7 separate regions of the Mus musculus genome follow, and regions 1, 2, 4, 5, 6 and 7 are each linked to region 3. The links are chromatin contacts, called in public HiChIP or PLAC-seq and promoter capture Hi-C maps. All regions are on one chromosome and are shown on one strand. Each heading gives the region's core, a stretch centred on a gene start, on an enhancer-like site or on the middle of the called end of the contact. The rest is flanking DNA. Distances are from core to core; before and after follow the strand shown. Region 1 holds the start of Sec14l2 (SEC14-like lipid binding 2). Region 2 holds the start of Pes1 (pescadillo ribosomal biogenesis factor 1). Region 3 holds the start of Ascc2 (activating signal cointegrator 1 complex subunit 2). Region 4 holds the start of Xbp1 (X-box binding protein 1). Region 5 holds the start of Osbp2 (oxysterol binding protein 2). Region 6 holds the start of Mtfp1 (mitochondrial fission process 1). Region 7 holds the start of Sec14l4 (SEC14-like lipid binding 4).

Region 1 (3,650 bases), core at 18-2,517, 520 kb after region 3:
TAGCAGGAGAAGGCTATGAACTCTATTGTGTGAGCCAGAAGTAGTAACTGGGGGGCGGGAGGCAGTCTGATGGTATAGGCTGGACAAGAGGCTGCTAGGCTACAGCTGTCAGAGTCCACCCACTCACTAGTCAAACTTGTCACTAGCGGGGAGTCCGCAGGCTCTTGGCCAGAGCTGGGAAGCAGATAAGCACAGCAGGGCTGCTGTGGGCTCTGGCTTCCAGTGTGGTTTCCTCTCTGTCTAGCCTACGGCCAAGATCTGGCTAGGCAGCCAGCAATGGACAGCAAGGAGGTGGCCACAAGAAGTCAAACCTGAGAATTGTGTACATTAACTTCCATTAGCCTCCTGCCCATGATCACCCTCGGTTAGAGAAGAAGCAACAGTGCAGTGAGGCAAAGGACCCCGTAGACACCCGTGGGACACGGGCCCTCAAACCTGAGCCTCCTCACTTCCACAGAGGAAGCAGAGCATGCCAACTGAGATGTGAGAGCTTCAGGTGTGGCTCCCAGAGAGCAGGGAAGATCAGACGCAGAGACCTGGGTCTTAGTGGGGAGGCTGGTCTTCCTTTCTCTTCAGCTAGATGCCATGGTCTTTACCATGCCTGCTCTGCAGGTAGAGGGAAAAGGCTGTCCACTCCATTTGGTTTATTTGTTTGTATTCTGGGCTTGCCTCAAGCCCAATAAATAAGCTAAGGGTGATCAGAACTTCTGCTTCTCCAATGCTGGGATCTCAGGTATGTGTTGGAATGTGCCACTATGACCATGCAGTGCTGGGAATCCGACTTAAGGTCGTGCGCGTAACTCAGTGGCAAGCCTTCTGCCACTGAGTTACATCGGCAACCCTGGGGGTCAACTCTCACTCCCAAGCAGAGCTGGTAGTAGTGACCATAAGCAGATGGCAGAGTGAACACCACAGTTCCTACAGGCAGAAAGACGCTTAAGGGGCATCCCTTTTCAGTGGGCACCAGAGAGCTGTCAACATTTTGGGGTAAGGAAAGCTATGAGAGCAGCCCGGTCCAGCCTTGTGGAGTCGCACCTTAGAAGACGTCGTTTGCTAGAGCTTTCCAGCTTCCTCTTGGTTAGGATGAGGATCCAGACCCAAGTAGCTCCTCAGGTGTATGAGCAAGCATTCTGGCTCCAATCCAGGGCCTCTGCGCGTCTCGCCCCGCCCCTCGGGCTCCTTTAAGAGGCGGGTCTTGGCCGCCAGCCCCGGGGCCTCGGCCAAAGACTGGGACTTTACTCCAGCGGCTGCGGCGGCGGCAAACGAGTCGGAGCTCCATCAGCTGCCGCAGGCACCGCGCCCCAAGGCTGAGCCACGATGAGCGGCAGAGTCGGTGACCTGAGCCCCAAACAGGAGGAGGCACTGGCCAAGGTGAGCTTGCTCTTGGTCTGTCTGTGGCCCTCGCTCCTGGCTGAAAAGCGGCTGTAAGGGACTGTCCTCGCGGGCGGGCGACTGATCGCCCCCGCTTGGCTAGTGCCCAGCGGACCGCTTCTCCTTCAGGGTGAGGACCTCGGGAAGTTTGGTCATCGCGATCTTCAGCATGAGCAGCCCCAGAGGTGCCCCCTTGGGAAGAAGTGGTTGCTTGGAAGCCTTGGGAGGCAGCTGAGGGCACAAAGGCAACATTCATCCTCCGGGCTGGCAGGGACTGGTAGCAGGGCCGTGGGACAGGGGCAGGGCCCCAGGTTTCCTCCCATTTCCGGGAGGTTTTTCTCTTTTGGGGCAGTGGCATATGGAAGGGTCCCTGACAGTTCCTTGGCAAACTCCCCCTAGCTCTTTCAAGGCACTAAGTCACTGTGCGACCTTGGGCCAAACCCTGTCCTGTGTGCTGTGCTCTTCGATGAAATTAGAGGAGTTGTCTGTCGGGCACCTCTTGTGTGTGAAGTCTAAGATGTCCGGGATTCACTAGGTTGGAATCCTTTCGGAGAGAAGAGCTCTCCCCACCCTGGCAACCCAGACCCTTGCCTGAACTTAGTGATGCCACTCAAAAGGAAAGGACCTGACCAGGCTTTGCCTTGGCACCTGGGCAGACAGGGACTTATCTACTCCATTCAAGTTCGGGAGCTGGCACTTCTGGCCAAAAGACTTTATCTCCTCAGTTGCACGGGATCAGAATTGATGGGGTCCAGCCCCAGTGTTCCCAGTTGTGCAGTTTCTTATTTATTCCAGAGTGTGGCAGCAGATGTGGCTGCTGTGTGTGACTTTTTTCCCATGCCAGGTTTGCTGCTGACGTGCAGGCTAAGTCTGTTGGGCATAGGTTTGGTGGGGATTAAGCCAGGGGCTAGGTGAGGTCCTTGGTGAAGGGTGGCCTTCTGCTTGTTGTTTAGATGACCATTGTCCTAACTCTGGGAGCTGCTTTTGGGGGATGGGAGGGTCTGATTAGACCTAGCTGACCTAAGGCAAAGGGCAGAGGTGGCCAGTCCTCATTGGTCCTCTCTGGAGGTGTCCTACAGGTCAGTAACCAGATAAAGGTCTCTGCTGTTGTAGGAGGCTTGGGGCTGCCTGTTTACTACTGGGTAGTGAGAGATCAGGGATAGGGGTGGCTATCCTGGGTCACTGTCCACCTCCCTTGGTGGCTTTCCTAGTATGTTTCCCTTTTGTGGCCACCTGCAGGAGCTGTCTGCTCCATCATGGTTGTCCACCCCCCTCCCTTGGCTTCTTTTGTAGTCTTTCAAACTAGCTCCACTATCATTTTTGAACAAAGTCATTTGAGACTACCAGCTTCCTTTCCTTTGTTCCCCATTCCTTTACCAAGGCGGCAGGAAGGCTGCAGAGGAAAGAGCCTGGATCTGGACTCACATCTGCATCCAGATGTTGGAAGTGTTGCTGAGCCTCTTTGTCTTTCATCTCTCCATCTGTAAAATGGGGACAGCGACACCTCTAGGGGCTCTGGGAGAGATGTAAGACTCTGGGAGAGTGCCAAGACCAGTGCTGTACACATGACAGGTGCTTGGCATACAGACAGCGTTTGCTGTGGCATGGCCAGAGTGCCTGCTATCTCTCACTGTTGGCTGGGAACACACCCACTTGCCCATCAGATTAGCAGGGAGATATGCTCATAAGTGAGGCAGGGCAGTGTCCTCTTCCCTTTCTGTGCCCTCCTCTCCTACCCAGCTCCCCTTGCAACACAGCCAGTGTCTACAATCGTTGTAAAGGAGGGCTCTGGCAAAGGCCCCGATGGAGGAGTGCTCTGGGCAGAGGGAGATGGGCCCGCCCACTCACCCAGCTGTCTCTCCCTATAGTTCCGAGAAAATGTTCAGGACGTGCTGCCCACCCTGCCCAATCCAGATGACTACTTCCTCCTTCGATGGCTCCGAGGTGAGGGAAGAGGGGCTGGGACAGGGGTGTGTTCTGGACAATAGAAGGATGTCCTCTGGAATCCCTGGCAGGCTGGGACAGAAAGACAGCTGGCAATCCCCCCAGGCCCCAGCCCTTCTACAGGATACAGACACGGAAGCTCAGACAGGTGAAGGGACTTGCTGGGTGAGCTGCAGGCAGGAAGAAGATGCGAGTCTCTGGGTCTGGACTGTCAGCAGCCTTTTCGTTTACTTTGTAAGTCTGCTCTGCAGACATAAGGAAAGTTAAGGCCCAGAAAGGCCCTACTATGTGGAAAGTTGAAGCCAGAGCTGAGATTAAAACCAGGGGTCCTGATC
Region 2 (3,798 bases), core at 32-2,531, 670 kb after region 3:
GTCTCCTTACAGAAGCAAGAATAACTCAGATCAAGTCACTTACTTTCTTTGTCTTCTCCACTCAGAATAAGTTCCAGCCTCACATGATACGGCCCCAGCCTCACCTAGACAGCACCTCACTTATTTACATCTCACAGCCATGCTACTGTCTGTCCAAAACCCTGCACACCACCTGCCTCTCTTTCCTACTGGCCGTGGAATTCACTTCTGTTTTCTCTGCTAAGCACTTCTGAATGAAAAAAGAAAAACAGCAAGCTTTCACATTAATTATGATTAAGAAGCTTAAACTTGGGAAACAAGGTTGCATAGGAAGAAGAAACTGTCTCTAATCTGAGACAACAGAGCTAAAACTGCACTGACTTCTGCTTTTAACCTGCTCACCCTTTCCCCTTTTCTAAAGAAAAAAAAAAAAAAGGTCATTTTCTCCCTTGAGAATTGAGCACCACCAATATCACACGGATAGCAAGTTCCATCTGCTAAAGATAAAACTATCATAACCAGAGCCTGTAAAGGAACAAAAGGGTCATCCTAAAATATAAGATTGTGACAACGCCTAACCCCATATAAACCATCAAACACAGAGACGGCTAAGAGACGGCTGGAAGCTACAGCTGCACGCTGATATTAGTCTCTCCTTTCTCTGAGTGCCGAGAATTCTCTTAGGGGAAGGTTGGGGACCATCCACACTTCCCAACATTTTCATGCCCCAGACTAAAGTGTTCTTTAAGTACTGATTTCCACTAAAATGCTACGTCAGAAGAGGACCTACAAGACAACACTAATCGGATTAAGCGCCTGTTGATACTCTCCACTCTACTGCTCCTCCCTCCCTCCCTTTCTCAGGAGCGCACTTAAAAACCCTTAGCCACTTTATCTGAAGTTGACACTGGGAAAGCGGGGCCGCATCTGACTGCTTACTTCTCAATTCCCAGTACCTAGGACCGGGCCTGGCTCAATTAAGAAAGTCCCAAGTCTTGATAATGAATTCTACGTCCCGTTGGTCACTGATCACTCTTTTGGCGGCTCCGCCTGTCTCCACAACTCCTTCCACAGAAAGCCCGTCACAGTTCTTCCCGGCTTCCAGGGGCCTACGTGCAGAAGGTTCGCTCCGGCGGCCGTCTCAAGACTTCTCGGTCCCCAGAGGCCAGGGAAAGTGATAAAGCCGGAGCTCCGACCTCCGCTGGAACTCACTCACCTTCTTCTTCTCCAGACCTCCCATAGCTCCACGTTGAGAAATTCAAGGCAGCCAGAACACCAGAGCTACTTCCTCCCGCACGTGCCCTGCCTAGGGCCCTGAAGGACCCCACGCCGCCAGCTGAGGGCTGTCTGAAAATATGCCTGTACAAATCCAGAGAAAGTTGTGCTTTTGGCGACCTCGTTATTTACAACCAAATTCTCTAAAGCTCAACAATTGTGGTAGTTCTTTCAGTTCTTTTCTTAGTTACCAAAATCTATAGACAAGCTTTAAAGCAACATGGAAATTTAGGCAGTTTTATAAGCACCCTAGACACGGTTGTTTGAGCACGCGAGCCCCAGTGCATTTTGGGATACAGCAGGACTGAAGGGATGGGAGACAGACAGCCCGGAGCCTTCTGGGATTCAGAGAGCTCTGTAGTTTGGCCTCTAATCCAGAGATCCGCCTGCCTCTGCCTCCAGAGTACTGGGATTAAAGATGTGTGTCACCACGCCTGGCTGATGTTTTCTTTAAAAACCAAACCAACCAAACAAACAAACAAAAACAGAAATGCTCACTAAACCTAAAGCTACTAGTTTTTGTAATGCTAGGCCAGTGAGTTTAAGGGAGTTCAATTGTCATGGCAACGGTTGCTAGGCGTTGTAAACCCAGCTGACCAGATTTTGCCTTGTTGACCTTAGATTCAGCTGCACCTAGTTTGTTCAAGTTAGAATAAAATAGAGCAAAGGCCGACCTTTGACCTCCCACGGACACGGAGAGGGTCTAAGGAACTGCTTATATTTGGGGAATGAGTTGAGGCAGAAGGGACGGATCTCTGTGAGTCCGAGGCTAAGTTCCAGGACAGCGAGGGTATTGAGTGACGCACTGTCGAAACAAAACAAAAATGAAAAGAAAGAAAAATAATGGAAGGCATAGCATGATGGTGGTGCCTGTAATCCCAGCACACAGGAGTCTGAGGCTGGGAGAGCACAAGTTTCAGGCCAGCCTGTGCTAGAGATAGTGTTTCAAAACAACAAAACCAAGAAAACAAAACAGGACTGAGGAGATGGCCCAGTGGACAGAATTCCTGACATGCAAGCATAAGGATATGGAGTTCAGATCTGCAACACACACATAAAAGTTGTGCGCACATTTAAAACATATCATTCCATCTATAAAGATAATTTTTAAACTTATGAGATCTGATGATAGGTTTAAGTCAGTCTTAAAGGTGGTAATTTCATGTTTATAAAAAAGTTAAAATTTATGACTTTTTTATCAATTTCCTTTAAATTTTATTACTTTTACTTCAAAATGTTAAAAAAATTCTTGGTTTTCTGCTTAAAGTCATGTATAGCTGAAATGTAACTTTGAAAGATGAGTTTAATAAGAATGAACATTCTCTTTATCAGTATTTATAAGAGTGGTTTTGTATACTTGATACAGTAAGCATATTTATCTCTTTAAAAAAGAAACTGTGATTTCCATATGTTGAATATATATTTATACTAAAATAAAGTACCAAAATCCAAAAAAAAAAAAAAAGTTGTGTGCAGGCACTCGGAAGGCAGAGGCTGGTGAATCTCTGAGTTCTAGGCCAACCTGGTCCTCAGAGTGCGGTCCAGGACAGCCAGAGTCACAAAAGAAACCTTGTCTCAAGAAAACAAAACAAAAGTTGCAGTGGGGGCTGTAATACCAGATCTGGTAGGAGAGAGAAGGGAATCACTAATTTGGACATGGGATAATTGGATCCCTTAAGCTCACTTGCCAGTCAGCCTAGCATTACAAAAGTTAGCAGTTTTAGGTTTAGCAAGCACTTCTCTTTCTTTTAAAAAGGGGAAACATCAGCTAGGCGTGGTGGCAAACACCTTTATTCCCAGCACCCTGGAAACAGAGGCAGTAGGATCTCTGAGTCCAGGGCCAGACTAGTCTATAGAGTTAGTTCCAGGAGAGTGGGGGCCATGCAGGGAAATCCTGTCAAAACAACAACAACAAAAACACTAAAACAAAACAACCAGTCAACTTTATTCATACACATCTGAACATATAGTGAGAGGCCAAACCTACTCCATCTTGGGCCCAGCCTTCATCTTAAAGAAAAGGGAGCCTGAGAACATGACCTGCAGCAGAGCCCAAGCTGTACCCATGTACCAGGAAGGACCCCACGGCTTGCTGTTGGCCAGAGTCACTCCCTAGCTACTCCCTAACAACAGTTAATCAAAGATTAGTCGGTTTCAGATGCATTTTCAGACCATTTGTGATTGTATACGGTCTTTCTTCAGAGCACTAACCTGTTGGCTTATAGTCACTCTATGAGATGCTTGCCAGACTTGACACCCCCTCCCTCATCCCTCACTTGCTCCTATTTTCCTATAAAATGTATCCTGTTCGAGGCTGTTCCTCCTTCCCTTCCCATCCTGCTATGTCAGGGTTGGATTAGAGGGGGGCCCAAGCCAGGGCTTGTCATAAAGAGACCCTAATGCTATTACATTGGAAAGGGCTCCTTGGTGTTGTTTTGGGGTTCATGAGTGCTTCCTAGCACCACAATAGTTGCACATTCGCACATGAACACTGAGGTGTTACAGCTCTGAGGGGAAAGGCATCTTGGCAGTCAGGAGCTAAGG
Region 3 (4,093 bases), core at 1,282-3,781:
GTGGGCTCCTAACGTGGGCTTTCAAGACCTTGTATGCATTTGCTATACTAGAACAGTTCTAGTTCTGAAGGAAAATACCTTCCAAATAACTCCTACCTGCTATAAAAAAGAAGTCCTGCTAGGCATCGTGGCACACACCTTTAATCCCAGCACAACCGGGGCAGAGGCAGACGGATCTCTTGTGAGTTTAAGGCCAGCCTGACCTACAGAGTCAGCCAGGGCTACACAGAGAAACCCCTTCTCAAAAAACAAAACGAAAGTCCTGGCTAAAAGAACCTAGACTGTTCTCATTTTTTGTTTTTAAAATGCTGAAACCCAGGGCCTCAAACTGTACTCGTGAAGACACTTCCCACAGTTCCTTTTCTTGCTCTCTTCCCTCTAACCAGCGCAAGCCTAGCAGATGCAGCCTCACCAAACGTTTGATGAATGACTAGGAGAAATGTTCTCTGCTGCAATGGGGACTGAACTCGTCACAAATGCTAGGGTAGCTCTACCCCCGAGCTACAGTCCTCAGAACAAGAGCACTCTTCTCCTAACTCTCACTAGGGTTACAACAGTGGTCCTTTCCTCATAGGTAGACTATGCTAAGACTTTACAATTTCTCCAGGCTTCAAAGGACATGACAAACTAACAGAAGGAAGAGAAAATCCTTAGAAAGCTGACAACGTAAGATCCCTTCCACAGGGGCCAAACTGGTTTCAAAGCCAGGAGTTGGTCAGCTGGGTACAGCTCAGTGATAGAACTTGTGCTTACCACATGCAAGTCCCTGGGTTCAAGCTTAAATGAATGAATGAATAAATAAATAGGAAAGATGGTCACAGAGCAGGCTGGGAGACGCTCAGTCAGCGTTGTCCAGACCGCACAAGCATAAGAATCTGATTCCCAAAGCTAGGAAGCAGGATGTGATGGTATATGCTTGCAATCTCGGCACTGGGAGAGTAGGAGGCGTCAGGACAGTCCACCAGGCAAGCTCCAGGCCAGTGAGAGACTTGTCTCAAAAGAAAAGCAGATGACTTCTGAGGGACAACTCCAACTCCCGAGGTTGACCTTTGACTCCACACATATGCATTTGTACCCACATGTATGTGAACCCGGGATACAAAACCAAATGAGCAGAGCAGCTCGTCAGTGTTCCCACCCAGTGTTCTCTTTTTTTAAAATAACACCTTGGCCTTATCCACAGGAAGGACATGTGTATTGGGCCAGCCATGCAATGGAGATCAACGAACCCTTTCAAAAGGCATGCCAGCAAAAGAGCATATGACACACATGAATACATCAAGGCTAGGAGGAGGAAGTCACTATGTCCTCACAGACAAGCTGAGGATATGACCAGCTATTTCTTACCAGGTGATATAAAACATATTGACAAGTCAATATGTCTGGCCCAGCCCTGGCAATATAAGACATATTGATAAGACAAGAGCAGCATGTTTGTTAGATACTGAGTGCTCTTCTAAGTGCTTTTCTTGGCATTAACATAATTTTGTTTTCAAATACTAGGAAACAAGGTCTTGCCATATAAACTGGCTCTTAACTGTAGCAATCTCCTGCCTCAGTGTCCTGAGTGCTGGTATACACTACTATATGCAACATCACACACCACTCTTTCCTCGCATTCATTCATATATATATACATATATATATATATGAATCAATTAATTAATTAATTTTGTTACATCGTAGACAGGGTCTCATGTAGCCTAAGCTGTTTTTGAACCAATCTTTCTGACTCAACCTCCTGAGTGCTGAGATTACAAGTATGTGTCATCACATCTGACTCTAGATGCTTCAGTCCCAACTATGTACGCAGGCACTAGACTTTGAGTTTTAAAAGGACCAGGACCGGTGTGCACCACTCTACAGTCTATGCTGGGCAAAGCAGCAGAGGCCAATCAATAGTTAACTGTTTCCGGGTGGACGGGTGGAGGGTCGTGATATAATCAACAGTTGTAATATGCCAGAGAGCATCTCGGAGCTACTGTTGCTTTAGTTTCTCTATCAGAAAACCTTCTCTGGTCTTCTCCCTGTAGTCTCTCTCCTTGTTACTCACTGTCATATCTTTAATGTGTAACTGTCTCCTTCCTCTAGACTGTAAGCTTCACGAGAGCAGAGCCTCGTCTGTCCTGCTCTTTGTACCCTCTGCGCCTAGGTCTGTACTAGGCACGTGGCTGTCGATCAACAAATACATGCTGAACAAATGAATGAACATGGAGGAAACTGAAGCTTGGGAGAAGGTGGTGGGGACCGGGGATCGTCCCAGGTCTCTCTAGGACCAAGCCTTAAAATGAACCGGAACTCCAGGCTCTGGTTCTCCAAGTGGGGGGAATCACAGCGGCTGGGGCAGTGTAAGCCTGGCTCCGCCGCGAAGCCCGTGGGCTGGAGGGTGCCGAGGGCGCCCGAAGCACGGTCCTGGCTCCTCCCGAGCACCACCGGTGGGGCCCCGGCACGTACTTACCTCCCCGGCTCCACACCCGAGATGTTCAGCTGCAAAACACCACAGCTTCCACAGATCCAGCACTTCCGGGGTCAAACTGCGATTCCGTAGGCGCAGAAAGGAAGCCAACCTGCTCTGCCTGGCCCCGCCCCCGGCGCCAACTGTGGAGGTGGGGAATGCCACGGCCACGCCCCACAGAGACGACCCCGCCCCCTGGAGGCGCAGGAATTTGACCCTGACCACTCCCTCTTGGTGGCCACCCTCCTGGGTTAAGGCAATCCAGTTTGGGAAGCTCTCAGAAATCCAGGCTTCCACCCTACTCAGTTACCAGTTTTCAAATTTAATCCAGAGAAGTTTGAACGAGTCAAAATCACAAATGTGACGTTGAGAGAGCAGAGGAAGGCAGATGAGCTCGTATAGTTCACTTACCGAACGCTCTAAAACAGTTAAAAATGTGTAGTTATGGCTTTTGATGGTGGTTACTTCTTAGGTTAGTAAACAGGAAGATCCCACAAATGAAAATGGAGGTCTTCATCTTGGCGGTGGCCACATACACAGACGGACAGATGGGTTTACTTAGGCAGACTTAGCAAATTGTACACTTAAGATTTGTCCATGTATTTAGCCGGGTACACTGTAGGCAAGCTGACCCAAAACTCACTGTGTAACTCAGTATAGCTTGGAACTGATGACTATCCTCCTGCTTCAGCCTCGCAGATGCTGGAGTTAAAAGTGTCTACCACATGTTGTTTAAATCAGAAAGGCTGAGTATAGCTATTTTAAGAACAGGATACATTTTTTCCAAAGAAATGTCTCAGATGGTGAAGAGCTAGTGGCTCCCAAGGCTGGATAAGGATCATCACAGAAAACTAGTGGGTAATAGCCAGCTGCTGCTGCTGGTGCAGCCTGTAATTCTAGCCCTTGGGAGGCTGAGGAATGACTGAGGGTTCCAGGACAGCCAGGGCTATACTGTGGAAGGGCTCACATTGTCAGGAAAACAAGCAAATAGTTGTGAAGTAATGGGAGAGATGTTAAGCGGCTGAATTAGTGGGTAGATGGGCTCTAAACCAGAAATGGGAGGAGTGTGCTAATTGGTTATATTTCACCACGAAAAAAGTTCTCACAGACTTTGCAGCTTATTACAAAACAGCCCACATTTTCTTTGATTAAGAATCTAAACCTGACTGGGTGGTGGTGGCACAGGACTTTAATCCCAGCACTAGGGAGGCAGAGGCAGGCTTATCTCTGTGAGTTCAAGGCTAGCCTGGTCTACAAAGTTAGTTCCAGAACAGCCAGGGCTGTTACACAGAAACTCTGTTTTGAAAAACAATAAATAAACAACGGATCTAGGCATGACTTAGCAAGTCCTGTTTACATCTGAGTGTCCCACAAGACTTCAATCAAGGTATCAGCCAGGGTTGGAGTCCCAGCTGAAGGTCCAAAAAGAATTTGCTTCCAAATTCACAAACCATGTCCTGTCTGTCTGTCTGTCTGTCTGTCTCTGTCTCTGTCTCTTTCTCTCTGTTTCTCTCTGTCTGTCTGTCTATCTCTCTGCCTGCCTGTCTGTCTGTCTGTCTCTCTGACAGTGTTTCTCTGTGTAACTCTGGCCCTCCTGGAACTAATAGTAAACTGTAACTAAGTTTATTAACTAATAAT
Region 4 (4,063 bases), core at 867-3,366, 880 kb before region 3:
ATGAGTTACAGGCCAACCTAAGACCCTATCTAAAAATAATCTTTAAATAATTCACCATCCTGTCTTGAAATGGCAAGTGTTGGTGCAAGTGGTAGTGGTCCAATGGCAAAGAAATGGTGGCAGCCTAGATGCTGAGCACAGATGCCCAGAGAACCGTGAAAGTGGGGTGCACACACAGTGAGGTACCACTCGCCTGTATAGAGAAAGGAAACTAGCAGGGAAAATGTATAAATTTGGAAAGTGTATTACAAAGTGAGGTGACCCAAACTCAAACCAGGGCGCACGTGCGCATATAAATGGACGTAAATGTGGCAATGCCTAGAAACGCTAGAAATAGCTAAAGTTAACTAAACTTAACTTAGAAACTAAAATAACTCCCCAAAGGGTAAAAGGATGCCGGGGTGGAGGGGCACAAAAGGGCACTGACAGCAGAAAGGATACAGAGGGTGGGAGGATTGGGGGCGCGCGGGGGGGGGGGGATCCCAGAAGGAAGGGCAGCGTTAGTGAGCCTTTGGCAAAGACAGGCGGCGCTACAGCTTAAGCAACCAATGATCTATCCAACCTGGCTAATCTCCGAGGGGAGGGCAGGCCAGGGTGAGTCACGTCTGCTTTCACGGCCTATCTGCTAGGCTGGTTAAACTTTAAATGGCACTTTGGGTTGTATTCTAAAGGGCTGAAGCAGTTTAGGATGGGCCCTGATATGGATGGGATGAAAGCATGGCCTGAAGTCCCTTTACCTCTTCTTCCAAATCCACCACTTGCTGCTCCAGCTCGCTCATCCGGGCTTTCTTTCTATCTCGAGCAGTCTGCGCTGCTACTCTGTTTTTCAGTTTCCTTGGGGAGGAGACAGGGAACATAACTGAGTCATCTCCAGCTTTCATGTGTCTTCATTTGTAGACGTGGCCAGCTGGTGCTTTCGTTGACTTTACAGAATAAGGCTTAGCAAGTAAACACGCTTAAAGCTCCTATCAAAACGCACACGCACACGCATACACACGCTGCTTTCTATCCACAGGCCTTGAAGACTTGCTTGATTCTCTCCCGTGCGGCTGTCCACCCGGATCTCATTTTACCACCGGGCTGATACATTCCCGTTGCGTCATATGCTTCTTCCCTCCTCCCCCGCTACTTTCTGGGTCCAATTCCGTCCCACAGGCTCCTTGCTAGAGCGATATCCGTGAAGGCGGCGGGGACGCTACCAACTGTCCCTCCCCAAGCCAAACTCTCGGGATGCCGGACGCTGTGGACTCGGTTCCCAGGGTGGGGTTCCCAAGTGGCTGCAATGACAGCTGGAGCGGTTCCTACCCTACGACCACAAAGAGCGAGCATTTACAGAGGACTGGGCGTCGGGCACCTTCTTCTGTGCCTGTGTCGGGAGCTCCTGCACACACCCCCGACGCAGACCTTCGGAGGGGCATCCCCCTCAGCTCCGCTTCCCAGGTTAGACACTAGAGGTGAATCTAACCCACCGTACGGAGCCCACCAGCTGGCACACACGAGAGAGTCCCAATCCCAGTCCTGCCGCCCCGCGCCCCAGCCTTGCCCGCCGGGCCCACCTCCGCAGCGCTTTCTCCTCCGGGCTCAGGTGCGTGAGCCGCTGCCGCTTGCGAGCCTGCGGTGTCCCGCTCGCCTCCGACCCTGCTGCCCGCGGACCGGGTACCATGAGCGGCAGCGCCCGGCCGCCGGAGGCGGGCTGGCCAGATAAGAGTAGCACTTTGGGGGCCGCCGTGGCCGCGCTCGGCGCCGCTGCCACCACCACCATAGCCAGGAAACGTCTACGCCAGCGCCGCCACCGCCCCGTGGCCTCCTGCCGCGCCCAGCCTTTCTAGGGTCGTGGCCGTCCGCGATTGGCCGGTGCTCCGTGACGCGCGGGTATATTCATCACTTATTGGTCCTGTAGTCCCGGGGGCGGGCTCAACTCGGGCGGGGTGAGTGTCCAGCGTGGCTGCACAGCTGTTCTCCGCCGTGCAAACTGGGCCTTAGGGTGGATGGACGGTGGCGACCACTGGTTGCTGGAGTCCAAGGATCTTCGGCAGACGTCCCCACCCCGGCTGAGGATTGCCAGGCTGTCCTCTCAGGCCAGATTTCCAGACCGAGTCTCACGGTTTTACCCTAGCCCGACCCCATTTTAATGTCCGGCGCTACGTCCCCCGTCCCGTCCCCCCCCCCCCCCCACTTCCCAGTACAGCAGAAAATTGAACTGGTGGCATATCCGGCTTAGGGTTAGCGGACACACACACACACCTGGGAAATTTTCACAAAATGAGTCTTTAGAAAATGAGATGATTGCAAAACTAAATGTAGCAGGGTAGTACTCACTTGTAATCTCAGCACTTTATTGCCAGTTTGAGAGCAGCCTGGGCTACATAGGGAGGTCTAGCTAGGCCAGCTGGGGCTATAGATCAAACCCTATTTCATATAAATTAATTGATATAAATTAATAACTTTAAAAGAAAACACTAGAGCCTTGGCTAGCATGTAGTAAGGGATTAGTAAATAAAGTCTGCATAGTGAGAATACATGTGGTTTCGTTTTTCTTCTTATTTCTGATCTCTTCTGGTATGAGCTTTTATCACTGTTGTCTTTGTTTTGCTGTGCTGGAGCCAGACCCCAGAACCTAATGCTCTAGCACTCCACTATTCCCCTTTACTGTGGAACTAGAGATACCACTGAGCTATATATACCTCCAGACTTTAGTATTCCTTTCATTAGGGAATGGGAGTGAGGAGGGGGTGGAAATAGGTTTCAGGGGATGGGATGGGGTGGGGGAGAGTGTACTCTTCTATTGCTTTCCGCCTTATAAGAGTCAGTGCACTTGAAGCTTGCCCCTGAGGCTATGCTGGCTGGCCATTACACCTCCATGGTCTGCTTGTCTCTGCTCTCTGCCACTGGGGTTACGATCAGGCTCAGCCTTGCCAACCTTTCACCTGGGTGCTGGGCGTTTTTCACCTACACAGCCACCCCTACATTAGTATTTTTTTTCCTTTTCCTATTTCCAATAATTTATTTTTTATTCACTTTATATCCCAATCATAGCCCCCTCTTCCTAGTCCCACCCTTACAAATCCCCCCCCCCCATTGCTCCCTCCCCTTCTCCTTAGAGAATACCTCTTTGATACCACCCTACCCTGGGACATCTAGTCTCAGCAGGACTAGGTACAACATCTCCCATTGAGGCCCAACCAGGCAGTCCAGGGAGGCGGAGGGGATCCAATGGCAGGGAACAGAGACCAAGATAGCTCCACTCCACTTGTTAGGGGACCCACATACAGACCAGGCTGCACGTTTGCTACAGATGGGGGTGGGGGGGATAAGTTCAGCTCCTGTAGGTTTCCTTGTCAGTGGCCCAGGCTCTGTGAGCCCCCATGGTCCCAGGTTAGTTGACTCTGTATGTCTCCTTGGGGCATCCTTGACCCCCTTCCACTGCTCAGTTCTATTCCCATCTCTTCCACAAGACTCCCAGCTCAACTCAATGCTTAGCTGTGGGTCTCTGCATCTGTCTCCATCTGCTACTGGATGAAGCCTCTCGGAAGACAGTTATGCTAGGCTCCTGACTGCAAGCTTAGCAGAGCATCATTAGTAGTGTCAGGGATCCGCTCTCTCACATGGGATGGATCTCAAGTTGGGCCGGGCATTGGTTGGCTATATTGGTCTGCTCCATCTTTATCCCTGCACTTCTTATAGGCAAGGCGATTGATGTCCCCTTCTCTCCTCTAGAAGTCTTGCCTGGCTACAGGAGGTGGCCACTTCAGTCTCTATATCCCCCTCTGGTAGGAATCTCAGCTAGGGATACCCCCATAGACTTACCCTCCTCCCTGCCGCCCCATCCAAGGCCTCCAGCTCATCACCAGAGAACACAGCATCCTCACCCCCAGCCCTCTCCCAACCACCCCCATGCATCAGGTTGTTTTGGTTTTGCTTTTTTTGAGGTTTTTTTTTTTTTTTTTTTTTTTAGATTTATTCATTTTATGTATGTGAATACACTCACTCTCCAGATACACCAGAAGAGGGCATCGGATCCCATTTCAGATGGTTGTGAGCCACCATGTGGGTGCTGGAACTT
Region 5 (3,616 bases), core at 294-2,793, 770 kb after region 3:
CTCTGTCTATCTTGTGCATTTCCTGCTCCAGACTTGGAGTTGACATTTCTTTGGGAAAGATCAGAGATTTTAAAGTTTTTCTTTTTTTTTGTCCAGAATATTAAGAGTGAAAGCTCTGGGCCAGGTATAATGGCTCACGTCTGTAATCCCAGAACTCTGGTTCTAAGAAACAAACATTTCCAGATGGAGACCAGCCTGGACTACATATAAAGACTCTGTTTCAACACACTTTATTTTAAAAGATTTATTTATTTTATCTTATGTTTATGAGTATACTGTAGCTATACAGATGATTGTGAGCCTTCATGTGGTTTCTGTTCTGGGAATTGAATTCAGGACCTCTGTTCACTCAGGCACAAAGATTTATTTATTGTTATATGTAAGTACACTCTAGCTGTCTTCAGACACACCAGAGGAGGGCATCAGATCTCACTACAGATGGTTGTGAGCCACCATATGGTTGCTGGGAATTGAACTCAGGACCTTTGGAAGAGCAGTCAGTGCTCTTACCCACTGAGCCATCTCACCTCCTTCCCCCCCCCCCCCACTTTAAAAATGAAAATAAATTTCCCTTGTTTCTAGAAGCTTTGGTTTCTCTAGGATAAAGGGCATTCCTTGTGGTGGGGTGTGGGGCAGCTGTTCTGTGTCCTGCCCTCCTCTTGACAAAACACTGAGCTATTAGCTATTTGCCAGACAAGCTGTTCTCCCTGGTTTGGGTCTTTGTACACAGCGGTTTCTCCTTGAAGGTCTTTCTTGTTTCTCTAACTCTGTAGACCTTGTCTCTTCTGTGACTCTTGCCCAAATTTGGTAGAACTAATGACAGGCCTGTCATCTTAGGTAGCTTGGCAATTTGTTTCAGGAGTCGAAACATCTCGTTAAGAATTTATTAGTTAGCTTCCTTCCCTGAGGGCTGCACACACATCTGACACGTGCATGCACAGTGGCTGCTTCCCAAGCTTGTCAACCTTGCTCTCATCTCCTGCTCTGGTCGCTGACAAAATGTACCACAGAACTCTCTAGTTAATAACTCAATGATGCTCTCGGAGCATCTACTCTGCCAAATGTGCCTCATATGCACCATCTTATTACAGCCTTTGAAGGAGGTATTATCTTCATTGTATAGATGAGCCAACAGAAGTTTGTGGAGTGGCTACAGTTCCCACAACTAGGGAGAGGGCCTAGGCTGGATTTCCTCAGGTCGGACTCCCAGGGTTTGAGATTTGCTGTCCACGACCCACCCATTGCTCAGAGTTGCGTGGCGAGCGCACCGCGTGGCTTTCATTCACCATTGTTCTCCCAGCGCCTGGCACAGGAGGGACAGCAGCCTGAAGCGTGAAGTGCCTTCCACGTCGTCTGCCTAACTCTTGGCCCACGGGGTTCCTTCCACCTTAGCCAGAGCGGCGGAGGGACCCACGCGCACCCGATCTCTGTCGCTCACGTGAGGGCTCCACCCATCCCGTCCACTCCTCCACCAACCCCGCCCGGCTCCGCCCCGCCACTCCCTCCGAACAGGCCCCACCCACTCCCGCCCCGCCCCGCCCCCACTCCGCGCTCCGCCGAGCTCGGGTCCACAGCTCTATGGGGAAAGCGGCCGCTCTGAGCCGAGGCGGCGGCTGCGCTGGCCGCTCCCGCGGGCTCTCGTCGCTGTTCACGGTTGTGCCCTGCTTGTCCTGCCACACGGCGGCGCCGGGCATGAACTCATCCGCGTTCGGCTCAGGACCAGCGTCAAAGCCTCAGCTCCAGCCTGTGCAGGCACCAGAGCGGGAGTTGCTGTCGAAACAGGTGTGCCAGCCAATTTCTGAGCCGGCGTCGAGATCCGAACCTGGGTCCCAGACGACGTCTGTGCCAAGGCCTTCAGGGGTTGGGCAGGAATCGGAACTACAGGGCTTGTGGCCGGGGTCAGAGAACGGCACAAGGTCTGTGTCCATCATCAAAGCTTCGCCAGAGCTGGCAATGCCGTCCCCGCTGCAGTCAACAGTAGGGAGTTTGCCCGTCACCAAACCCGAGTCCAAGCTGGTGCCAAAGACCCAGTCTTTTCTGCGACAAGGACAGGCGAAGATTTCTGTCGGGACTCCGGTGTCAGGGATTGGTGTCCAAATGGTCTCACCACCTCTGGACAGCTACAAGGGTTGGCTCCTCAAGTGGACTAACTACCTGAAGGGCTACCAGCGCCGTTGGTTCGTGCTCGGCAATGGCCTGCTGTCCTACTACAGGTACGGAAGTACCGAGGTAGGACATCTGTGGTTGGAGGGTGGTGGTGGCCGGCCTCGACTGTGGGGTGGGTGTCACCATAACCCTTCTGAGATGTTTGCATGAACTTCTGTAGAAGTAATGCCTGTCAACTGCCAAGGGAAGACGTGACCTGTGGACATGGCCTCTGGCAAGCTTGAGTTTAAAAGGATGAGTGGGGAGATGGGTGGAGTAGGTCTTTTGTTCCCCTCCTGTTTTTGGTGGTCATGGAACCAGGGGCTGCGTCTGGTTCACTGTGTTCATGGAGGGAGGCAGCTAGTGAACCCCTCTCTTGGGAAGGACTGTGGGTCCCACCTCCCGTGGTTACTTCATTTGTTTCCTACCTTTGCTGACACCTGCTGGTGGCCAGGCCTTGGGCTGGGACTCGCTGACCCACAGATAGAGCAGACATAGTGTGTACCCCCTGGGACCCCAAGTTGACATTTTGCAGCAGATAATGCTTTCCTGTTCCCTTGCTTATTCCAGAAGTAGCTTGGGTTTCGGAGCTGCAGTAGAGACAGAGCTGGCACGACCTCCTGCTAAAGCTGGACTTCCTTCCCTTTCTCACTAGCTGTTTCCTGGGATTGCAAGCTTTGAGATCTCAGGCCGCTCTAGATGAGAGCTTCTCAAACTAAGTGGGGTTGCTGCAGCAGTGTCTAGGTCTCCCGCTGAATCCCTCCTGAGATAGGCCTGAGGAAAGCACCCGAGGGATGGCTTTTCTAAAAGTTTCCGTGTGAGGACTGTGAGGCTGGTTCAGAGTCAACTCTTCAAGAAGGCCTTCTTCACTGTTAGACAGATTTTCCCACCATGTTGTTGGCCAAAGCTTGGGTTTCCTCCGCTAATAGTACTTCAGGTTCTGCTGAGCCCTTTGGAGACAAGGCGCCTGGTGCAGAGGCTTGCTAAGTGTGGTATGGCTGAGAATATTCGTGCTCCACTGGTTAAATGTGACCCTTGCACCAAGTTGAGAGTCAGGGGCCTTGTTCCCTTTCAGGTGGAGGAGAAGCCAAAATGAGTCTGAGTTGCCCTACTCACGTAGTGTCTCAGCTGTGACCCAGAACACAGGGTTAGCACACCAAGCAAGCAATAGGAGACCCTACCCAGATGGCGGTTTTAATCTATATTAACATACACTCCAGCTAGGCAACGCTCCTATCCAGCTATGCAATGACAAGGACTTTTTTGTGATTTGCTGAGTTATTTTTCATTTGGAGGCAAGGGGGCATAGCGTCAGCTGTGGTCATGAACTTCATTCTCTGTTACACTCATTCATTTCATCCCACTGGCCGCGGTGTGAGGTAGGCTCCCATGTCATTGTATTTCACAAGGGAGTATTTTGAGGCTGGAGAGGAGGAGGAAGCTTTGTCATCTGGTCACCTGCCCAGGGCCT
Region 6 (4,052 bases), core at 1,350-3,849, 540 kb after region 3:
GTACACAGGATGGTGGCAGGGAAGAACTTAGAAAGAAGTGAAGCGATTGGATGTCATACTCAGGGAAGCCAGCTGCTGGGGAGAAACTTGCTCCTAAATGAACATGGACCAAACCTCCATGATTGTAATGATGGTTGCAAGGTAGCAGGCCACTAGATGTGATGGGTATCCAAAGCTCTTTGAAACTTTTTGTCATAAGCCTTGAGTCTCTCGTCCCCCCCCCCCCCCAATCTCAGGAGTAACCCAAGTCAGCACTGGAAGGAAGGCTAACAGCCCCCCCCCCCAGAACCTCATTAACTCCTGGGTTCCACTGGCTGCCTGTTTAAACCCTCCACAAGCACAAGGGTAATTAATTTCAGGGATCATAGATAGGAAAGGACCAAGGAGGCGGTGGGTGGGCCCCAAGCCTCTCACTAAGTAACCCTCCGCTTGAGCAGCCCTACACAAAGATGACAATTGGGGCTGAGACAGCACTGAGTGCACTTCCCAGTCCAGTCTCCCACAGTGCCTGAGAACCAGTCTCCTGACAGGAGCAAGGGCTTGGTGGGCCCTTCTCTGTGGAGGCGTGTAATAGCAGCAGTGGCTTCCTCTTGCCTGGGGATGCAGGTAGCCAGGGTGGGCGGTTTCCCGGGAAGGTAGCCATAGCTGGGCAAACATTTGAGCCAGGGTAAAGAGGGGGGCCAGGCACAGGTGACCTTGCAATAAAAAGCTCTTGACCCCACACAACTTGAGAGCCAGGTTACAGGCTGCCCAGAATTCAGGAAGGATGCCCCAGGCCCTTGCGGGGTCTGCCTTTTCCTCTGAACGAGGCGTTGGCCCAGCCTCGTCTCAGGAAGCGGAGGGAGCTCTGGGCAGGTGCAGGGATGGCAAGCAGAGAGGGCCGAGGCTACCCAGGATCTAGTCACACATCTCAGGGGCACAGCCTGGCCTTGGTTTACAATGCTGTTAGGTACATTAACCAATGAATAAAGTGATCAATTTTCAAAGCAAAGAGCAGAATTCATTGCCCATCGCCGGCTTCCTAGCGGTCTCTTACATTAGACCCCAAATTTTCAGATGCCAAGTAGCAGGCTAAAATTACACACACACACACACATGTTCTGTTCCTTTCCCCTCTACTCTCACGACACTCGGACACAGGCACGCACAGAGAGACAGTAACGTCCCTTTCCTCTCCTCTCGCGACAACGTTCTCCGAAGTCCTAACAAGTTGCCTTCCGATTGGTTCAGCCGGTGAGCGTCGTCCGCCATCTTTGTTCAAGGCATTCGGATGCTCCCGAGAGCCTTCACGGTGAGGGCGGAGGCCCCGCCCCATTCGGTGGTTCCAGACGGGTTGGGCGGTTCTCCCGCGGTGACCGGCGCAGCGGGTACTAAATGGGAGGGAGGCCGAGGGTTAGCGTCACGTGGCTTTAGGGACCGTCTCCTAATTCCGCTCCAGCACTCTACCTTCCCACCCGCGCCGGGCTCAGTCCCCGGTGACCCACAAGTTTCAAGAAGACACGGGCTGAAAACACTGGCTTCCGAAGGGAGTCGGTATACACCTTTCGGATCTAAAAAAGCTAAAAGAACTGTGCAAAGCTAGATAAGACCCTGTTCTTACCTAGCTGGATATTTTTTGTACTGTGTAGCCTCCAACCAGGCCTGAAACTCCCTGTGTAGACAGGGCTGGTCTCGAACGCACATAATACTACCTGTTTCTGCCTCCTACATTCTGAGATGAAAGCATGCAACACCATGCCTGGCTTATAAGAGATTTAAGGCCATATTTATTTGAATTTATCTGTGTGTCTCATGTGTGAATGTATAGGTGTGTGTGTTTGGGGGAGGTGGGTGCTGCCTGTGGAAACCAGAAGTGTCAGATTCCCCCGAGATGGAGTTACAGATGGCTGTGAGACACCCGTGTAGATGCTGGGACTGGAACTCCGGCCCTCTGGAAGAGCTGTAAGCGCTCTTAACCACTGAGCCATCTCTCCATTCTCACCCATTTTGCTTTACAGACGTGGTCGTTGGGACCGGGGTGGGGAGTGGGGGGAGGGGCGGTGTGTGTGTGTGTGTGTGTGTAAGTGGCTTACATCTACTAGGCGGCCCAAGTAGGATTTGTCTCTAGGGGCCATAGCATTGCCCCTCTGAAATCCCAGAGGATTCAGAGTGCTTTTGCCCCTTGTAATAACTCCCTAGCTCCCTTTTCCATTTTAACAGTTGCATGAGTCAGGAGAGTGGCTGTCCTCTTTGTGTCTCTATTTCCCTACTGTAAAGTAGGACCCTACGCTAGTGCCAGAGCTTAAGGAAGCAAACTTGAGTCTACTGGACACATGATGACTGTTATAATTAATTAGTCCTTGCGACTGTCTAAGGCAGTGAATGTTGGCACGCCTCCCATTTACACACGAACCGCGGCTCAGAGAAATACACCTTTCCTAGAAGCCGCACACCTAAGAAGATTCCATTCTCCGATTGGAACTCTGACCTATTTAACTCCAAAAACTAGTCATGTCTGGGAGAGTTTTGCATTAACTGCTCAGAGAAAACAAGACCATCTGTCTGCAAAACCCAAGCCTAGGAGAGGGGCTTGGATGTTGTATAAGGCAATTTTCAGACACTCCCTGCAGTGGCGTTAGCGATAGCGGGACCCGTCCTTCAGCCTCGGACTACTGGCGGGTTCTTGCCTGGTGTTAGCCAAGTGCTAGTGGAGACACAGTTGTGGTGAGACTCTAATCTGCAGCGACTCCAACCTTGCCGGGGAAGTCATGTCGGAGCAGCAGCGGCAGGGCGCCGAGCGCGACCTCTACCGGGACACGTGGGTGCGCTACCTGGGTGAGCGTGGGAGTGACAGACGCAGCGACCCCACCACTCCGGAGGGGCTGGGGGCGGGGGGGGGGGGGAAGCAATGGACCGGGTTGCCGATCTGGAGTCTGAAAAGGGGCTTAGTTCTTATTCGGCTTGGCCTGGAGACAGGGCTCAGGAGAAGGCTAGGGACTTGTCCAAGGTCACACAACCCTGTTGGTTCAGATCTGTCCACGGGGCTCTTCTGGAGGCACAAACCGAGTGTGTGGGTTGCCCTCTGCCATGACCGTGCACTAGCCATGGCGTCAGAGGATCTGGACTCCTAGCAAGTCTGCCTTTCCCAGGCTCTTCCTAAGCTTCAGTTTTCTCTTCTGTAAAAAGGGCTGAATGCGAGGCACTCCTGTCGGGTGCTGACTGTAAGAGCGGGCTGAGGTAAGGCCTTAAAAGACCTGGCACTTGATACTGGTCAGTGGAGCCCACCCTCAGTGATTCGGTGGCCTCCGGTCGCCTCCCTGGTGCAGATCCCCAGAACCACGGCTGGGGACTTTGATCAGTGAGCCATGAACTTCATTGTCGGTGTCAGTCCGCGGGCCTAGAAACCAAAAGGTAAAGTTACTTGACTGAGGTCACCTGCCGCACTGTAGTTTAAGAGGTTAGGGTTAGAAGCAGCTTTCTGTGTAGCGCCCCCTTGTGGAAAGGGCCAGAGAGTTAAATGCCTTTTCCCTCCAGGCTACGCCAATGAGGTGGGGGAGGCTTTCCGCTCGCTGGTTCCTGCAGCTGTGGTGTGGTTGAGCTATGGTGTGTCCAGCTCCTATGTCCTGGCCGATGCCATAGACAAAGGCAAGAAGGCAGGAGAGGTGAGTGTTAATTAACCCTTTCCAACCCATCCTAGTGTGGGTGGTATGCAGTCTTGCAGTGGGGACAGCCCTATCCCCGTTAGCGTCTCATAGTGCAGTCCATAAGCTAATCTTGTTTGTAGGATTGTTCATCCCCACCCGACCAAACCATTTGGGTAGGAGGTGACAGTTGGTACCTCTCCTGGATGTGGGCAAATCACCCCCAACCCTGAATGTAGTACAGCCCAGTCCTCCACCCAGCTGCCTTCTACCCTACTACCTCCGCATGTTCTTCCTCCTTGGTCCACCGGCATGCTTCTGTCTATAGGTTTCCTACCTCTGCCCCAGCTGGGCTAAATGTCTTTGTACCTTTCAGGTGCCAAGCCCTGAAGCAGGCCGCAACACCAGAATGGCCCTGGCTGTGGTCGACAC
Region 7 (3,614 bases), core at 236-2,735, 610 kb after region 3:
TCCTCTTTGGCCTTTTTGTTTTTTGGTAAATTCATAGCCGCCCCTCTCTGCCATTCCGTGTGATGTTCTCGGGTGCACACAAGCGGTAGGTTTGAAGCCTGGCTCCCAGCAGGCAAAGGGAGGATTCACACCAGAAAGCAGCTGCATCCTCAGGAGCCAAAGGAAATTTTGTCAGGGGTGGGGGTTGGAGGGTGTGAAAGGGGCCAGTGCCCTGTAAAAAACAAAGCTATACCTATCCTCCCCTCCAGGTGACTTCTAACTCAGCCTGGAGAGAAGCCACCTTACAGTGCCACACTGAAGACTGTGTGTCTGAAGTGTGACCACAGTGGCCCACCCTAGCTCAGGAGGACTCTGGAAGGAAGTGATCCGGGGCAAGGCAGTACAGAGCTCTGGGCCGTCCTTAGCCTCCCCCTCCTTCCTCCTTTCTCTTCCTATATGTTTTAACATAGCAAGCATTTGTTACTTTTAGTTAGTGGAGAAAGTAGGAGTGGCTGGTGGGGTTCTCTATCATAGTCCACTCCCAGAGACCATGTTTCCAGTTCCAAAAGAACTCAGGAGGCACCGGGTGCCTTCTGAGACCATCAGCCCTGGGAGTCTCATCAGAGGGTCCTTCCTGTTCCACTAAGGACCCCTTAATGGCTGAATCTCCAGGTCCCCTCCTTCACCCAGGATTCTCATGTCTCCCTGTAAGGTTCTTCCGCATGGGAGACACTACAAAACAAGCCGTTCATCTCTTGTTCCTTGAGACAGTGTCACTAAATTCAGGCTGGCCTTGAACCCACAATCTTCTGGTCTTTGTCTCGCAAGGCTTGGGATTCCAGACTTAAACACCTTCAGTACCTGTCACAATTCTTAAGCTTCCCCTTCAAACGAGGTTGAATGAGAACCTGGATGGGACTCCCCTTCCTCATAGCCTTTCCCTTCTCCAGGTACAGCCTGCAGGAGGCTCTCAAAAATCAGACCCCTAGCCCCTCTATTTCTCTGTCATAATTAAAAGTAAACAAGTAAGTCTGATAGGGAGAAGACTGGGAACCCGAGCAACAGAAACCAAACCAAACACTGTTGCAATCTGGCAGGGATCTCCTAATCTGCCTGGCAGAAGTCACTGGCCTGGGAACAGAGGCCAGGGATGGGTGGTGGGAGCTGTGCTGGAAGGCTAAACTTGCAAACACACACACGCACACGCACACACGCGCACGCACACACACCGGCAGTTGCTCAGAGGTAGAGAGAGGTCCTAGCCCAGGTGTGCGCGGGAGGCGCTGGCTTCGCCAACCAGTCCCTGCATAAAGCTGTAGCCAATGCGGGCCGCTTGGGTTCTGCTTGGCTCCCGTGCCTTCCCTCCCGCCTCACCCCTCACCCCTTACCCTGGCCAGAGCCTCCTGCTGCTGCGGGCTCAGGTCCCCGACTTGTCCTCTCATGGTGCTCTCTGCTAGGCCTCAGCTGCTGCCACCTTCACAGGGCTTTACTTAGCAGGTCTGCTGCTGATCCCGCCCCAAGGGAGGCCCGCCCCAAGGGAGAATCCCTGTTCCTGCCCCGCCCTACCCAGTGCTCCCCTGTTTTTGTTTTTCTTTTGTTTTGTCTGCCCCAGGTCATCAAGCCTACCTTAAGGGGACAGAGAGGTGACCAGATCTCAAGAGGTGTCCTGAGAGTCTGAGGTAGCAAGTGGCCCTCACCTCCAGGTCTTCACGCGCTTTCAGGGGGTGGGACTGTAGGTGTGTGGGGAGTGGGTGTTAAGAAAGTGCTCACCTAAGGACAGGTACGTGGAGCACACACTTCCGGAGCCAAGTGGGAGTTGAAAATGTCACCACTTCTGAGTCCTTTTGCCCAAGGAGAGCCCAGCCCCCCTCCCCCGACCTTGAACACAGGCTGCGCTCCACAAATGTTTGCTGGCCAGGAGAGCCCTTATTTGCCAAATGGCTCCAGACCTCTAGAAGTTAGGAGGGATTAGGTAAGACCATGTCTCCTGTGTTAGCAGAATGCCTGGCACGGCACACACAGTTTCAACACTCTATGAAGGCCGTCAGCTCAGGCGGGAACTACAGGATGGCCCAGGGGTGAGCCTCTGGGAGGTAGAGGGTGGGAGGCAGCCACACTGAGTAGGCTGACCTCTCTGGGTAGGATGAGAAAACACAGGCTGCCTTGGCATGAATTTTCTGCAAAGCAGGTGGCACCTGAGCAGGGAGGAGATAGTGAAACAGGCCACTGACACCTTTCCCCTCTGTCGTCCCATGGATCAAATTAAGTTTTAGGTAGGGGGTGACCAAGCAAGGGCTCACTGTCCTTTGGACTATTGTCTGTTGGAGATGTGGTTGGTCAGGAACAAGTATGGCCTGTGCTAGGTAGAAACGGCAAATCAGATTTCAATGACTTAGCACCAGAAACAGTAACTATTTTATTCAGTTTTCCTACTGATACATGTATGTTCATATTATAACTTCAGATATTCTGAAATATACAAAATACACTTTTAAAAAAAGACAGGGTTCTTACGTAGGCCAAGATGTTTCAGACTCACTGTGTAACCACGGAGAATCTTGAACTCTTGATCTTTCGGCTTCCACCTCCCCAGTGAAGGGATTACAGGCAGGGGCCATCAAGTCTGGTATTCTGGGTAATTTTATATAAACTTGACACAAGCTAAAGTTATCAGAAAGGAGGGAGCACCTTTGAGAAAGCCTCCATCAGATTAGGCTACTGGCAAATCTATAGAACATTTTCTTTTTCTTTTTTTCTTTTTTTGAGACAGGGTTTCTCTGTGTAGCCCTGGCTGTCCTAGAACTCACTTTGTAGACCAGGCTGGCCTCAAACTCAGAAATCTGCCTGCCTCTGCCTCCCGAGTGCTGGGATTAAAGGCATTACCACCATGCCCGGCAGGACATTTTCTTAATTAGTGATCGATGAAGGGATGGCCCACCCCCTTGTAGGTGGTGACAGCCCTGGGCTGGTGGTCCTGGGCTCTATAAGAAAGCAGGCTGAGCAATCCAGAGCAAGTGAGCAGTCAGCAGCATCCGCCCATGGCCTCTGCACCAGCTCCTGCCTCCAGGCTCCTGCCCTGTGTGAGTTTCTGTCCTGACTTCCTTGAACAGCAGTGTGGAAGTGTAAGCTGAATAAACCCTTTCCCTCCCCAAGCTACCTTGGTCATGCTGTTGTGTCTCAGCGACAGTAGCCCTAACTGGGACACCTGGTTTATATGGCTCTGGAGCTGGAACACAGGACAAGCCTTCTACAGGCTGAGCTATTCCTCAGATGAAAGGACTCAGGGTGGACTCGCACAAAGTGCATTTATTTTATTTTTTCATAGTTTTTATTTTTTGAAACAGGGTCTCACTACGCAGCCCTTGCCAACCTGGAACTCACTGTGTAGACCAGGCTGACCTTAAACCCAGAGATCCTCCTGCCTCTGCCTCGTGAGTGCTGGAATGAAAGGCCTATTTTGTAATCGATAGATTTTCTTCTCTAAGGCAGTTTTAGGAGTCAGTAGGGGTTAAGAACTGTAAAAGGACATGTCCCTGGCTGTGGTTTCAGAGGGAATATTTTCACTGACCTACAAACCCTCTATGTTCTGCTTATTCTTTCTCCCCTTTGAGAATCCAGGTTCCTGGGCCTGGAGA

Evidence for each region. Promoter capture Hi-C pulls out the DNA fragments that hold promoters and counts their contacts. HiChIP or PLAC-seq counts read pairs in DNA pulled down with a chosen protein or histone mark.
Region 1: a promoter capture Hi-C map of liver shows a contact between it and region 3, with 5 times the contacts expected there. The contact joins the promoter of Sec14l2 here to the promoter of Ascc2 in region 3. A contact is called at or near these places in 9 of 39 promoter capture datasets (the 3T3-L1 cell line, the SN4741 cell line, embryonic stem cells and 3 more), 6 of 115 datasets of contacts at active chromatin or transcription factors (astrocytes, embryonic hindbrain, fetal liver and 3 more) and 2 of 9 other capture datasets (embryonic stem cells and liver).
Region 2: a contact with region 3 is called in a promoter capture Hi-C map of liver, with 7 times the contacts expected there. The contact joins the promoter of Pes1 here to the promoter of Ascc2 in region 3. A contact is called at or near these places in 7 of 39 promoter capture datasets (the 3T3-L1 cell line, the C10 cell line, hippocampal neurons and 3 more) and 2 of 115 datasets of contacts at active chromatin or transcription factors (double positive thymocytes and embryonic stem cells).
Region 4: a promoter capture Hi-C map of liver shows a contact between it and region 3, with 2.0 times the contacts expected there. The contact joins the promoter of Xbp1 here to the promoter of Ascc2 in region 3.
Region 5: a promoter capture Hi-C map of liver shows a contact between it and region 3, with 3 times the contacts expected there. The contact joins the promoter of Osbp2 here to the promoter of Ascc2 in region 3. A contact is called at or near these places in 2 of 39 promoter capture datasets (both in liver).
Region 6: a contact with region 3 is called in an H3K27ac HiChIP or PLAC-seq map of extraembryonic endoderm stem cells, with 7 times the contacts expected there. The contact joins the promoter of Mtfp1 here to the promoter of Ascc2 in region 3. A contact is called at or near these places in 1 of 39 promoter capture datasets (embryonic stem cells), 2 of 115 datasets of contacts at active chromatin or transcription factors (acute myeloid leukemia and extraembryonic endoderm stem cells) and 1 of 9 other capture datasets (liver).
Region 7: a promoter capture Hi-C map of liver shows a contact between it and region 3, with 4 times the contacts expected there. The contact joins the promoter of Sec14l4 here to the promoter of Ascc2 in region 3. A contact is called at or near these places in 3 of 39 promoter capture datasets (the SN4741 cell line, hippocampal neurons and liver) and 1 of 9 other capture datasets (adipose tissue).

The regions. Positions count from the first base shown.
Region 1 is chr11:4,116,346-4,119,995 of GRCm38.p6, reverse strand. Sec14l2 (SEC14-like lipid binding 2) reads left to right here and starts at 1,267. Exons shown (of 12, transcript NM_144520.2): 1 at 1,267-1,371; 2 at 3,240-3,315. The coding sequence starts at 1,318. Gm51934 (a long non-coding RNA gene) reads right to left here and starts at 1,647. Exons shown (of 3, transcript XR_003949841.1): 1 at 1,036-1,647.
Region 2 is chr11:3,961,458-3,965,255 of GRCm38.p6, reverse strand. It overlaps Pes1 (pescadillo ribosomal biogenesis factor 1), which reads right to left and starts at 1,281. Exons shown (of 15, transcript NM_022889.3): 1 at 1,196-1,281. The coding sequence starts at 1,219.
Region 3 is chr11:4,636,188-4,640,280 of GRCm38.p6, reverse strand. Ascc2 (activating signal cointegrator 1 complex subunit 2) reads right to left here and starts at 2,531. Exons shown (of 20, transcript NM_029291.2): 1 at 2,459-2,531.
Region 4 is chr11:5,518,694-5,522,756 of GRCm38.p6, reverse strand. It overlaps Xbp1 (X-box binding protein 1), which reads right to left and starts at 2,116. Exons shown (of 6, transcript NM_001271730.1): 1 at 1,557-2,116; 2 at 738-834. The coding sequence starts at 1,762.
Region 5 is chr11:3,861,830-3,865,445 of GRCm38.p6, reverse strand. It overlaps Osbp2 (oxysterol binding protein 2), which reads left to right and starts at 1,543. Exons shown (of 14, transcript NM_152818.3): 1 at 1,543-2,213. The coding sequence starts at 1,579.
Region 6 is chr11:4,093,978-4,098,029 of GRCm38.p6, reverse strand. Mtfp1 (mitochondrial fission process 1) reads left to right here and starts at 2,599. Exons shown (of 4, transcript NM_026443.4): 1 at 2,599-2,814; 2 at 3,514-3,641; 3 at 3,997-4,052. The coding sequence starts at 2,748. Gm51935 (a long non-coding RNA gene) reads right to left here. Exons shown (of 3, transcript XR_003949843.1): 3 at 3,288-3,376. Sec14l2 (SEC14-like lipid binding 2) reads left to right here. Exons shown (of 12, transcript NM_144520.2): 12 at 1-991.
Region 7 is chr11:4,029,653-4,033,266 of GRCm38.p6, reverse strand. It overlaps Sec14l4 (SEC14-like lipid binding 4), which reads right to left and starts at 1,485. Exons shown (of 12, transcript NM_146013.1): 1 at 1,368-1,485. The coding sequence starts at 1,421.